Regions from separate parts of the Mus musculus genome. Here all the other regions are linked to region 3. The links are chromatin contacts, called in public Hi-C and promoter capture Hi-C maps. All regions are on one chromosome and are shown on one strand. The core of a region is the stretch at or near the end of the contact, and the rest is flanking DNA. Distances in the headings are between cores, read along the strand shown. Region 1 holds the start of Pcp4 (Purkinje cell protein 4). Region 2 overlaps Dscam (DS cell adhesion molecule). Region 3 holds the start of Sh3bgr (SH3-binding domain glutamic acid-rich protein).

Evidence for each region. Hi-C and Micro-C count contacts between places; a contact is called where the count stands out from the background. Capture Hi-C pulls out chosen DNA fragments and counts their contacts.
Region 1: a contact with region 3 is called in a promoter capture Hi-C map of liver. The contact joins the promoter of Pcp4 here to the promoter of Sh3bgr in region 3. A contact is called at or near these places in 1 of 39 promoter capture datasets (hippocampal neurons) and 3 of 9 other capture datasets (adipose tissue, embryonic stem cells and liver).
Region 2: a contact with region 3 is called in a Hi-C map of uterus, with 3 times the contacts expected there. The contact joins the enhancer-like site here to the promoter of Sh3bgr in region 3. A contact is called at or near these places in 7 of 484 Hi-C or Micro-C datasets (bone marrow-derived macrophages, embryonic stem cells, group 2 innate lymphoid cells and 1 more), 1 of 115 datasets of contacts at active chromatin or transcription factors (astrocytes) and 1 of 9 other capture datasets (liver).

The regions. Positions count from the first base shown.
Region 1 is chr16:96,465,839-96,469,532 of GRCm38.p6, reverse strand. Pcp4 (Purkinje cell protein 4) reads right to left here and starts at 1,927. Exons shown (of 3, transcript NM_008791.3): 1 at 1,743-1,927. The coding sequence starts at 1,751.
Region 2 is chr16:96,616,651-96,620,236 of GRCm38.p6, reverse strand. It overlaps Dscam (DS cell adhesion molecule), which reads left to right. Exons shown (of 33, transcript NM_031174.4): 30 at 588-737. Among named protein-coding and RNA genes, the nearest start is that of Gm32509, 100 kb to the left of the region's middle. Within about 2 kb of position 2,311, at least 9 of the 459 cell types and tissues checked have an H3K27ac peak or open chromatin away from gene starts, as enhancers often do. A contact at or near this core is called in uterus, where this site is marked.
Region 3 is chr16:96,198,832-96,202,097 of GRCm38.p6, reverse strand. Sh3bgr (SH3-binding domain glutamic acid-rich protein) reads right to left here and starts at 1,628. Exons shown (of 8, transcript NM_015825.2): 1 at 1,350-1,628. The coding sequence starts at 1,394.

The sequences.
Region 1 (3,694 bases), core at 678-3,177, 270 kb before region 3:
AGGACTTCTCTATACATGAGCCTCAGCATAGAATGAGGGATAGGGCACTGTCGCATGTCGCTGACTGGACACAGGAGAGGGTCCCTGTTGTGAGGTCAGTCTGCAGAGCCTGCCGTTTCTAGGCTCCTTCTTGATGAGAATCTGTTGAGTTCTGAATGGGAAAAGCTGTCCACACAGCCATCCCTTCTTCCTGCAAGCAAGGTGAGGTGTCCATAAACCTTGCGCTTCTGAAAGATTAACGAACCCAGAGGGAAGCCCCTCCCCCAACATGTAAAGGAAAAGAGACCTTGTCCTCAATGCCCTTGGTCTTCAGAGCCCTGCTTGCTTTCCCTGGATTCTCTACCTCCTTCTGCCCCACCCTTTCCAGCTGTTCCAGAGCCCCACACTCATTTATTTGGACAGAGCCAGGCACCAGGTACCAACTACTTCAGTGTGACAAGGCTAGCCCCAGATCTAGCTGGCGGTCTTGAATCGGTTGGTCCACTTCCCTGTGCCTCAGTTTCCTCCTCTGTCACCGACTGCCCAGGATATGGAGAGGCTCACAGAAGGGGACACATGTGGGAGTGCTTGGCACTGCTCTCAGCATTTACACCATGAGGCAACCAATGGCTGTCACTGTGGCTTCTGTTCCCAGGGTTGCCAGGAGACTCCCATCTCCCAGCCCAGATCCACCCTCCTCCTCCCCCAAGCTCTTGGCTCTCTCCCAAGTCCTGTGCCTGGGTGCTGCACCACCTTGCCCTTCTGCCTGTTGTTTGGATCCAAAGCTGTCCATAGAGGAGAGAGGAGCTGCGAGGAGACATTTGATTTCTGAAGTTGTTAATTCTACTCTAGACTTCCAAAAAAAGATCACCCATCTGTCAAACATTTTTTTTAAATAAAATACAAAGAAGATAACAGATCTTTCACAGTAATTAAGTATCAAGTGAGAGGAAATGAAAACAGACTTGGCTGGGCATCTAGTTGAAGAGGATAGCACTGTGTAACCCCAAATCTTGTGGGAGAGATTACAGTTGCTTTTTAAAAGAAAAATATGCAAGCCACCAGCTTGTATATTCTATATACATTTAATCAGAAAAGGGTCTTGGGTTTAAAATGAGCTCTTTTGCCAACACTCCCTGATGCCTCAGAGGTAGCAGTTTCTCTCTCTCTCTCTCTCTCTCTCTCTCTCTCTCTCTCTCTCTCACACACACACACACACACACACACACACACACTCAAGCTTGGACTCCGAATGTTTTCCAGGGCTCTGATTAACTGATTAACTGCAAGCCCTGTCACAGACAATGATTCTGCAAGAGCTGCACTTAGGCACAAATCCTAACCCCCTTCCCCACCTCTTTTCTGAGACCGGATTTCCCAGGTGGCTAGCACTGTCTGCTAACATTCAGATTGTATCCCAAGGAAACACGTGAGGACGCACTCCCTGGAGAAAGCACAAATATTCATGAAAGAATCAAATAACTGGCTTTCTCTTCAGAGGTACAAAATCCTAAGTCATAGATCAGAAACAATATACCTACATCCCTTTCTCTTTCTAAGGCTAATTTCAAAAGTTGCAAACTTAGCAAATTTCTACACTGCATTCAAACAAAGCTATCAAGACAGCCTATGCTCAAAGCAAATAATAACAGGATCCATCTACCCCTCAGCCCCACTGGGCACCTTTTGGGTTTCTGAGAATCCCACAGGGGCAGAGCCTTCTCACTCTGCGGTTTCCCTGTGAGAGTGGAAGGATTGCTCACCTCACTCATGTTGGCCTGACTCCGCAGCTAGGTCCCACAGAACAGCTCAGAAGGCAATGCTCAGGGGTGGCTGCTTCCCTGGTCCTGGCTTTTCTCTTAAAAAGAGCTGCTGGGTGGCATCATGCCTCCCGCCAACCAATGAGAGGCATTCACCTGTCTGAACGCCTGCAGACATCCGAGAGCGCAAAGAGCCACCTAGTGGAGCACAGTGGAACTGCGTGGCAGGTCTCTGCTCCGTTTCCATCCAGGAACCAAGGAATTTGCTGCACACCAAAGCATCCACCCTAAAAGGATTCTATACCCTGCTGCAGAGATACTTGGTCATCCATGATCATGGCTGATCAGGTCACAATAGCAAGGAAAGAGACTCGTTCTAGATGCCCATCAGCAGTCAAAAGGATAATCAAGCTGCAGTATAGAAGATTTTAAGCCATTAAAAAACGGGGGAAGGGGGGAAATCATGACATTTGCAGCAAGATGGAAGAAAATGGGAAATATTACAGCAAGTGAGGTACGCCAGACTCAGAAGGACAAATTTCCCTGCTCATATGGAGATCCTGACTTCAACTTTTTACTGATGTGTTTATTTGAATGAGGGTGGGTTCAAGGGGTGGGGGTGGGGAGGGTAAACTACGACTTGTGATATGAGATTGAACAGGGAATACTGGGGATAGAAAGAAATAAATGGGGAGGAGGGGCAAGAAATGGTGGAGAAGAAGGGGTGGGGACAGCCAACTGAAACTCAAGACGTTTGAAATGCCACAAGGAAACCTGTTGCTTTGGAAGGTTTTATTTATTTTTATTTTTTTAATTTAAAGGAGAGAGAAACATAACAGTCACAGGCACACTGATGGTCACAGGACTGCCCCTGCCGATGGACTGGGAGGTGCAGGACTCACACCCTCTGGGACTGTATCTTACATGTCTATAATTGACAGACTCTGTTTCTCATTGAAGAGCAATGGGAAACTTTGTATGGAGTGGTTCTTATCCCTCTGGGCTCCCAGCTGTTCCCGGCCCCCTTTGGGGGCACCAGCTTCAGACTTTAGAGTTGACCACCCTCTGTTTAGAGTCCCCCCCCCAATCTGTCTGTCTGCTTGGACCCTAGAGTGGAAGGACATGTCTGTAGTGACCTTTGGAGTCCAGCAGTCTTGAATCCCACTTGGCAGTGACATGAGAGAAAACATCTGTTTTCACTTAGGGTTGTGACAGCCCCACCTAGGGACAGGACCCCATAAAAGGTCTCCTCACTTTGGCCCTGATGAGCCATTGGGGAAAGCAGCTCCTTTTTATACCTCTCAGTCCAGACCTTGTGAGCCTGGAAGTGTGGTGTCTGCCAGATAAGCAGCATTAGAGTGTATGCCCCAGCTGATCATGGTGAATATCAACATGACTAGCAAGACCATGTTGAGGGCCCCCCAAACCTTCCTTGGTGCCCCCAATACCTGTCCCAGTGCCTCCTGTACCCAGAAAGACCTGCACGACACCCCCGTCTACTGATTCCCTCTTCTCGGCTCAGCTGCATTCTCCTTCCCGAGTTGCCAGCTTTCTGTTCCAAGTTCTAACATCATGGCATCCTCTGTGTGTCTCCAAATGGAAAGGGCATGGCCAGAAACTGTAGTACACACATGTAGGGGTGTGCACATGTCGGGGTGTGAGAGAACAGGGAGAGGAAGACAAGAGCTTCACCCACAGCTCCTATGGGTCCCTAACCTAAGCCAGAACCACTGTCATGGACATCATGTCTTCCAAGTGGAAGCACTGGATGTTCACCAGGGTGCAAATTTCACAGAGGGAAATATATGGACAGTATGGTATACAATATGTGCATACATGTATGCCCCTATATGTATGTATTACATGTACATGTCGTATACCACATACAAGTTAGTGGCATGTCCCAACTATGTAAATAAAGACAACATCTTCTTCATCCTCTCCTTCCTCATCCC
Region 2 (3,586 bases), core at 1,062-3,561, 420 kb before region 3:
ATGACGGTCCTCAGATAGACAGTGGCACATGCGTCTCACACAGCTGTTCTCCTTGGGACCCCAAGGCCCTGGCTCTTGCCTTCCCAGCTTTCAGGAGCCCGTGCCCTGAGGGACTTACAAGAGAGAGATCCTTGAAGTCAGTCAAAACATGTACTCTTAAGTTTTTAGTGATTAAAGCTCAGACATAGGCTGGAGAAAGGAAAGGAACCACCAAGTTCCTCAGGAAAGTCCTTCTCCCCTTCTCCAAACACTGACCAAGGTCAATGTGACAGCCAACCTCAGTTGTGGGAACTGTAAGGTTTAGTTCTACAGAGTGTTCCAGCAGCTGAAAAGGTCTGTCCCACAGGGCAACCCTATCACTGGGGGCATTGACATTGTACAGTATGTCAGGCAAGCTTTGGACAAACACATAAACCCCAAAGTATGACAAGTGGTCAGCTACACCGAGTGACGTTGTTTTCACAAGAAGCCGAGCCTCTCTATCTGCGTGTGTGTGTGAGAGTGTGTGTGTGTGTGCCTCTTTAGACTGCCATTTGTTCTCACCTTTGTTAAACACACTTGGCTTTTCTGTGTGCCCCCTCTTGCAGATGACCGCTCCACAGTCCTGTTGACGGATGCTGACTTCGGGGAGGCAGCCAAACAGAAGTCACTGACAGTGACTCACACGGTGCATTACCAATCGGTGTCTCAGGCCACCGGGCCCCTCGTGGATGTCTCCGATGCTCGGCCAGGAACGAGTGAGTGTTCAGCAGCCCTTGGAATGTATGGCTGTTGTCAATGCTAACAATATCCGTGCCCCTCGAAAATAAAAGGTTGGGCTTTCTCAATCACACACCAATGCAATAGATGTGATGAACTTTCAGTTGGGATGTTGAAGCATCCTTTATTACTTGTTAGGTGTGTGTCAACTCAAACCAACACACCTTAGTCTTGGGTTACTGTAGAAATTGCTAGAAATTTCAGGTGAAGATAACCCTTTGAACTTTATACAACATGGGAAAGAGAAGGGTGATTAACTTGAATGTGTTGTGCAGTATTGCATTTGGGGGAGAGAAACAATCTCAACATGTGTTATCTACAGCAACCTTTCAATTAAAAAGTAGATGTCAGAGTCTTTGTTTCAGGCATTGGAAGATAGAGTTTCAGACCAATAGTCCAAGGTTGTGCACATGAAGTGCACACAGAAAGCTGCTGTAAACATGTCTGACCTCAAAGCTAGCATTCGTCTCCTAAACACACAGAGAAGAGTGGTGCTTCTGGCAGCTAAATCTAGAGATATTGTTCTGCTTAGTATTCATATTTGCATTGGTAATTGGTGGAAACTGATTACTGCAAAGAAGTTTCCTAATGTACATCTAGCTTATTAATTAGTCTTGTTTATTCATAATTGAAACTATTCATAAATCCCCTCAAAGGGTGAGAAATTAATGTCCCAATTGTCACTTTGGAAGCTTTGCCATCTCGCTTGTAAGTCTCTAATCACTCTCTCTGTAAAATACCACACTTTTAGAGACATATAATATCATGAAGAAACCCATGATGCATTGCTGGAAGCTGTGGCTTACGAATTCTAGCTTATGTCATGCAGTGAGCTTCATGGTATGACTGATCAGTTCCCAAACCAGGTTGTAACACTCAGGATAGCATTGAACAGAGCTAAGGACCACCTGAGACTGTGGCTTTCAACATGTTGAAGCCATGTTTGGTTTGTCCCTTGTGCAAAACTTGTCTCCTTCCTTCTGAGGATGTCAATATGTTCTGGAGACACAAATAGTAGGAACCACTAGTTCTCTGAGCTTGTGTCTACAAGCTAAGAGCCTTGTTACTAAAATGCTTCAAGGCCTTGACCACTCTTTGACTTTATCACTGTGAGCTGAGATCTGGCTCCAGCCTCTTCAGATTTCTAGGCTACATTTTTTTTTTCTCTTAAATCAAAAGACAGTTGACACATCTGGGAGATATGTCATTGCCTGCCTTGATCACAGCACATTGGTTCCATCTGTCAGGTAAAAAGCAACACAGAATGATGCTTTCCTTTGAATAGCCTTTGAGAGCAAAGGCACCATGCACAGTAGCTATCACAAATAGTTAATGCAGGAGCAGAAGCAATGACAGGAATGTACCAGAAACTTCCAGCAGCATGAAGAATATGCCATGGAATAATGGGGAGTGGTTTTGACGGCATTTAAAATATCAGAAATGAATTTGTACCACGTGCAGACACTGTAAACCAGGGACTCTAGCATGAGGCAGGGAGGAGTGTGCTCCATGCCTCATGGCTATGAAGTTGTTATGCATCACTGGGGAAATAGAATTCCTCCATTCAGCATTTAGAAATGTTTATTCAGGTTTCACTTTGCATATATGGCTCGTACTCAGTGTTGGGAATGCACTGCAAACAAAATGAGGAAAGACTGTATTTTTCATTTTAGTGGGAAGGCAGATATTACACACGGAGTATGGTTTCTTTCTCTGGAAATGATAGATAAAGAAAAGACAGAGTGAAGAGGCACAGAGCCAGGTCAATCAAGTACAGGGTACAGGGACGGTGCGAGGAGCCCCCTAGACCTGGGTTTTTTGGGAACTCTTTCATGGAGGAGGAGGTGGTACAAACCAAGGTCAGAGGGGAACCAAGGTCATCAGAGGGAGAGCTGGAGCTGGCTGTCAGGAGAGAGCAGGGAGGGAAAAACCCCAAGACTCTCCGGAGCACTGGAGTAGACACAGCCCTGGGGTGCTGGCGAGCTGCCGTGAAAGCAGTTAAGAGAGCAAGAGACAGAAACAGCTGTCCAAGCCATGCCATGTACGTGGGGTCCATCCTGATAGTCCTACCACGTTGTCCCAGGATCCAACCTGGCTGTCACCTGGAAACACTACAACTTGGGAGCATGCTTCTCTCCTTCACAGTGAATTTCATTAAACCACGCTGACAGACAGCAAAGCGATTCAAGCTTGGGCACTGCTCTCCAGGTCTCTCCTCCCACCCTAAGATGGAATTATTCAGAGTCATCCTGAAAACACTCTCTTGAGGATGTCTGCAATCTTTTAATTATCCCATTAACTATATTCTCAAGCCTAAACACGGTAGAGAACAGTAATATGCAAGTGTGTGCGTGCGCGCGTTTGTGTGTGTGTGTGTTATGTTTGTTTTTAATGAAGACACTGAGTGACTTAGCCCCACAGCACCTTCAAAGCTTGACCTTCAGGAATGTCCTGGAGCGCAGATCCTTGCTCGCTCTTGCTCCCTGGAGCTTGCCACCACCTCTAACTAGCTGTCACATCTATATTAACACACTCCTGTGGTCCGATGGCCTAAGCCCAGCTCATTAGAGCTTGTTATGTTTGCAGAGATACATTTGTGAAGCCAGCTCTATAGCCAAGAGTTCTGCCTCTGTGGGTGCAGCTGCACGCACATCAGAACTCCTCATAAAGATTCCACCTGTACCGAGCAGGGCTGAGGCTCCCTGATCACAGTTCCCTCAGACATGCCGTATAACAGAGTTCTATAGCATTTGCATTAAATTAGGTACTATTAGGAATCTGTTGTTTGAAGTGTGTGGGAGGACACACACAAGTTCTATGCAAACAC
Region 3 (3,266 bases), core at 379-2,878:
GATGCAGCACAGTGGTAAGTTAACATGCTTACACAGCAAGGGTGAGGCCCCAGGTGTGAACCCAGCCAGCACTGAAGAAACATGGGTGTGCTCCTTATGTAAACCCATCAACAGCCACGGAAGTTCTGTGTTCTCAATCTCTGTGATTGGAATTCTCCACTCGAGCTGTGTGCTCCTCTTTTTCTCCTAGTCCAGGGCATCGATCAGTTCAGGGCCACATGATGTCATAATTTCCAAGTCTGAGTTAGTCTACATACTACACAACAAATAGAACCACAGAAACCATCCTGGACGAGTGGGTGGGGTTGCCAAACTCTTTTATTTTCTGCCTGCCTTCTCTGAAGATCCTCCTGATTGTCCGCGGTTGGGTGTAGTGGCCTTCAGCAAATTGTGGTTGGGGCTGGTACTTAGCCAGGGCCTGGAAACATCTCTGCGGAGTGACTGTCAGAATTCCAGCCGCAACCTGAGACCCTTCGGAACAGCTATTAAAGGAAACAGCCCCCTCTCTGGTCTCTAACTCTTGGAATTAATAGACTGTTTTCTTCCCACAGCCTTCCTCATTTCTGCTAAGTACTGACTAGAACCTTCACAAGACAGACACTAGAGTCCACCTGAAGCCAGTCTCCTACAATTCATTCCTAGACCTAGAACTGAGTCTCTAAATTGCTCTTATTTCTTCTACCAGCGGGTCTACATAAATGCAGGCTGGAATCAGAGAGTGGGTGGTCTCAAGCAATCCGAGCTAAGCCATATGGAGCTGGGCTTTTAGCTCACACTCTAGGTGCCCTCACATAGGAGAGCATTTAAAACTGTGGGCCTCAGATGGGTTTGCTGCTGTCATTGTGACATCATTTTCTACAAATAATAAGCTCATACCTACTATCTTCTAATGTTTCCAGCTATTTCAAATATAGGAGTAATTGTGCCCCGAGGTCGTTTGGACGATCTGATTCATCTCTCCCTGACCCGTCATCTGTCTCCAAGATTTAGCCTGCGTCTTACAGAATGAATGATAAAGCACTAAAAATTCCAAATGGCTAAAACTACACAGCACTACCAACAGCGCACAAAACACCGGTTAAAAGGAGCATGAAACACTCCCCCCGTCCAGTCACCTTTCACGCCAACCTGCCAGATTACACACTCACATACTTTTTCCAACATCACGAAGACAGAGGCAAAAAAGCGCAGGGCGCTCATGCTCACCGCAGTGTGCAGTTGACTCCCACACAAAAACAAAAACAGCATTCAAGGCCAAAAGCCGGGGCATACCCACTCCTTCTGCCTCCAACCAGGAGTTATCCAGAAAAACACATAGGAAGAAAGCCCACAGAGCCCCAGACACCTACCGCTATGGACCCAGAAGATGTGGCAACAAACACTTTGATAACCATTTCGACAGTCGGAAAGAGGACTCCCCCTAACACACCCCTGCTAGGGAAGTCGCTGGACAAATCCCGCAGTGACGCCCGGGGGAGCAGGTGCCAGGTCAGGGCTGGCGGTGATCCAAGCCTCTGCTCCCAGCCCTCCCCTCCAACCAAGAGGCTAAAGAGCAACGGGGAGGCATCCCGGGCTTCCCCCTCCGTTTGGGATGTCAGGAAAACGATTGGCTGATAAAAGCAGCCACTGGACCCTTTCCCTTATCACTTTAAAGGCCTAACAACAGTCCCTAAAAGGCCAGGCTGAGAGCTCGGGAGCGCACCAATCACAGACCCATGGAGAGGTGCCTAGGGCAGAAGAGGCGGGGCTCTGGAAACTGTGGGGTGTGGAAAAGAAGCGAGTTGTCCAGAGCCTAGGGAAAAGCCCAGAAAAAGTCACCTTATCCAGAACCAGGCTGGATTCACCAGGCCTTGGACAGACCACAGAACTGTGAAGACTGAAACAGCCGCACTGGCCACTTAAATGAAGCGCGGCTTCCTGATTTAAAGTTTTCTAGAGGGTTATTTAAAAACCCAACGAACTGTCACAGGATGGAGATTCCTCTGTGAGTGGCCTGTTTCCTGCTTTCTCCTTCCACCAGCTGTTGGGTGCTGTAAAACTTCACTGACACTTCAGAGCTGGTGGCTGCCGATGACTGTATCTAGAAATAATCTCCCTATTTTAAAGGCTTTGGGAGATGGGGATGTTTATAACAAGCTCTAAAGCATCTTATTTATACAGGTGATTTGAACTGCATTTAAAAAAAATCAGAGTACAAAACTAGTAAAAAAAAAAAAAAAAAAAAAAAGCCCAAATGTTAGCAGCCCAGACTCTGCTGATGGGTTTCAAAGCAAGGTCAAGGACCCATGAGGTGGCTCACTGGATAACGGCCTGCAAGCCCGAACACCTTCCTGAGTTTCATCCCTAGAACTTCATAGTGAAAGGAAAAAAAGCAAATCACACATACACACTCAGACACACAGACACACATATGTGTGCACACATATACACACAACACACACACAGAGACACACATGCACACATATATACCCTAGAACTTTATGGCGGAAGGAAAAAAATACACAAACACACTCACACACAGAGACAGACACACATAAACACACATGTGTGCACACATATGCACACAATAAAAAAACATGCACACTCATACAGAGACACATGCACACACATATACACATAAATATGCACATACATACATGCACACACACAAATACACACATACACAATCACATGCACACACATATATACACATGAATACACAAAGACACACACATGCACACAAATACAATACACACACATACACTCAGACACATGCACACACATACATATGTATACACACAGTAAAAACACAGGCATACTAATACACACAGCCACATGCACACACACACACACACACACACACATATATATATATACATACATACATATACATGAATACACATATGCACACGCACGAATATACACACACATGTTCACACACACAAATACAGACATACACACAAATACACAAAGACATACAGACACACCCATGTACATATATACACACACATACACTCAGACACACATGCACACACATATATACATATGGCGGAAGGAAAAAAATACACAAACACACTCACACACAGAGACAGACACACATAAACACACATAGCGTAGGCTGTGGGCTGTTTCTTCTTTCTTGTTGGTTCTTCTTGAGGCAGCAGAGGGGGAAGAGCATAGGTGGAGGGTAAGACTTTGTCTTATGAGTTTCTGGGGTAAGGCTTTGTCTTACAAAAAATTAAAGGTTGCTGTATAATAAAAAGTTTACTTATCTAAGTCTGAGTTAC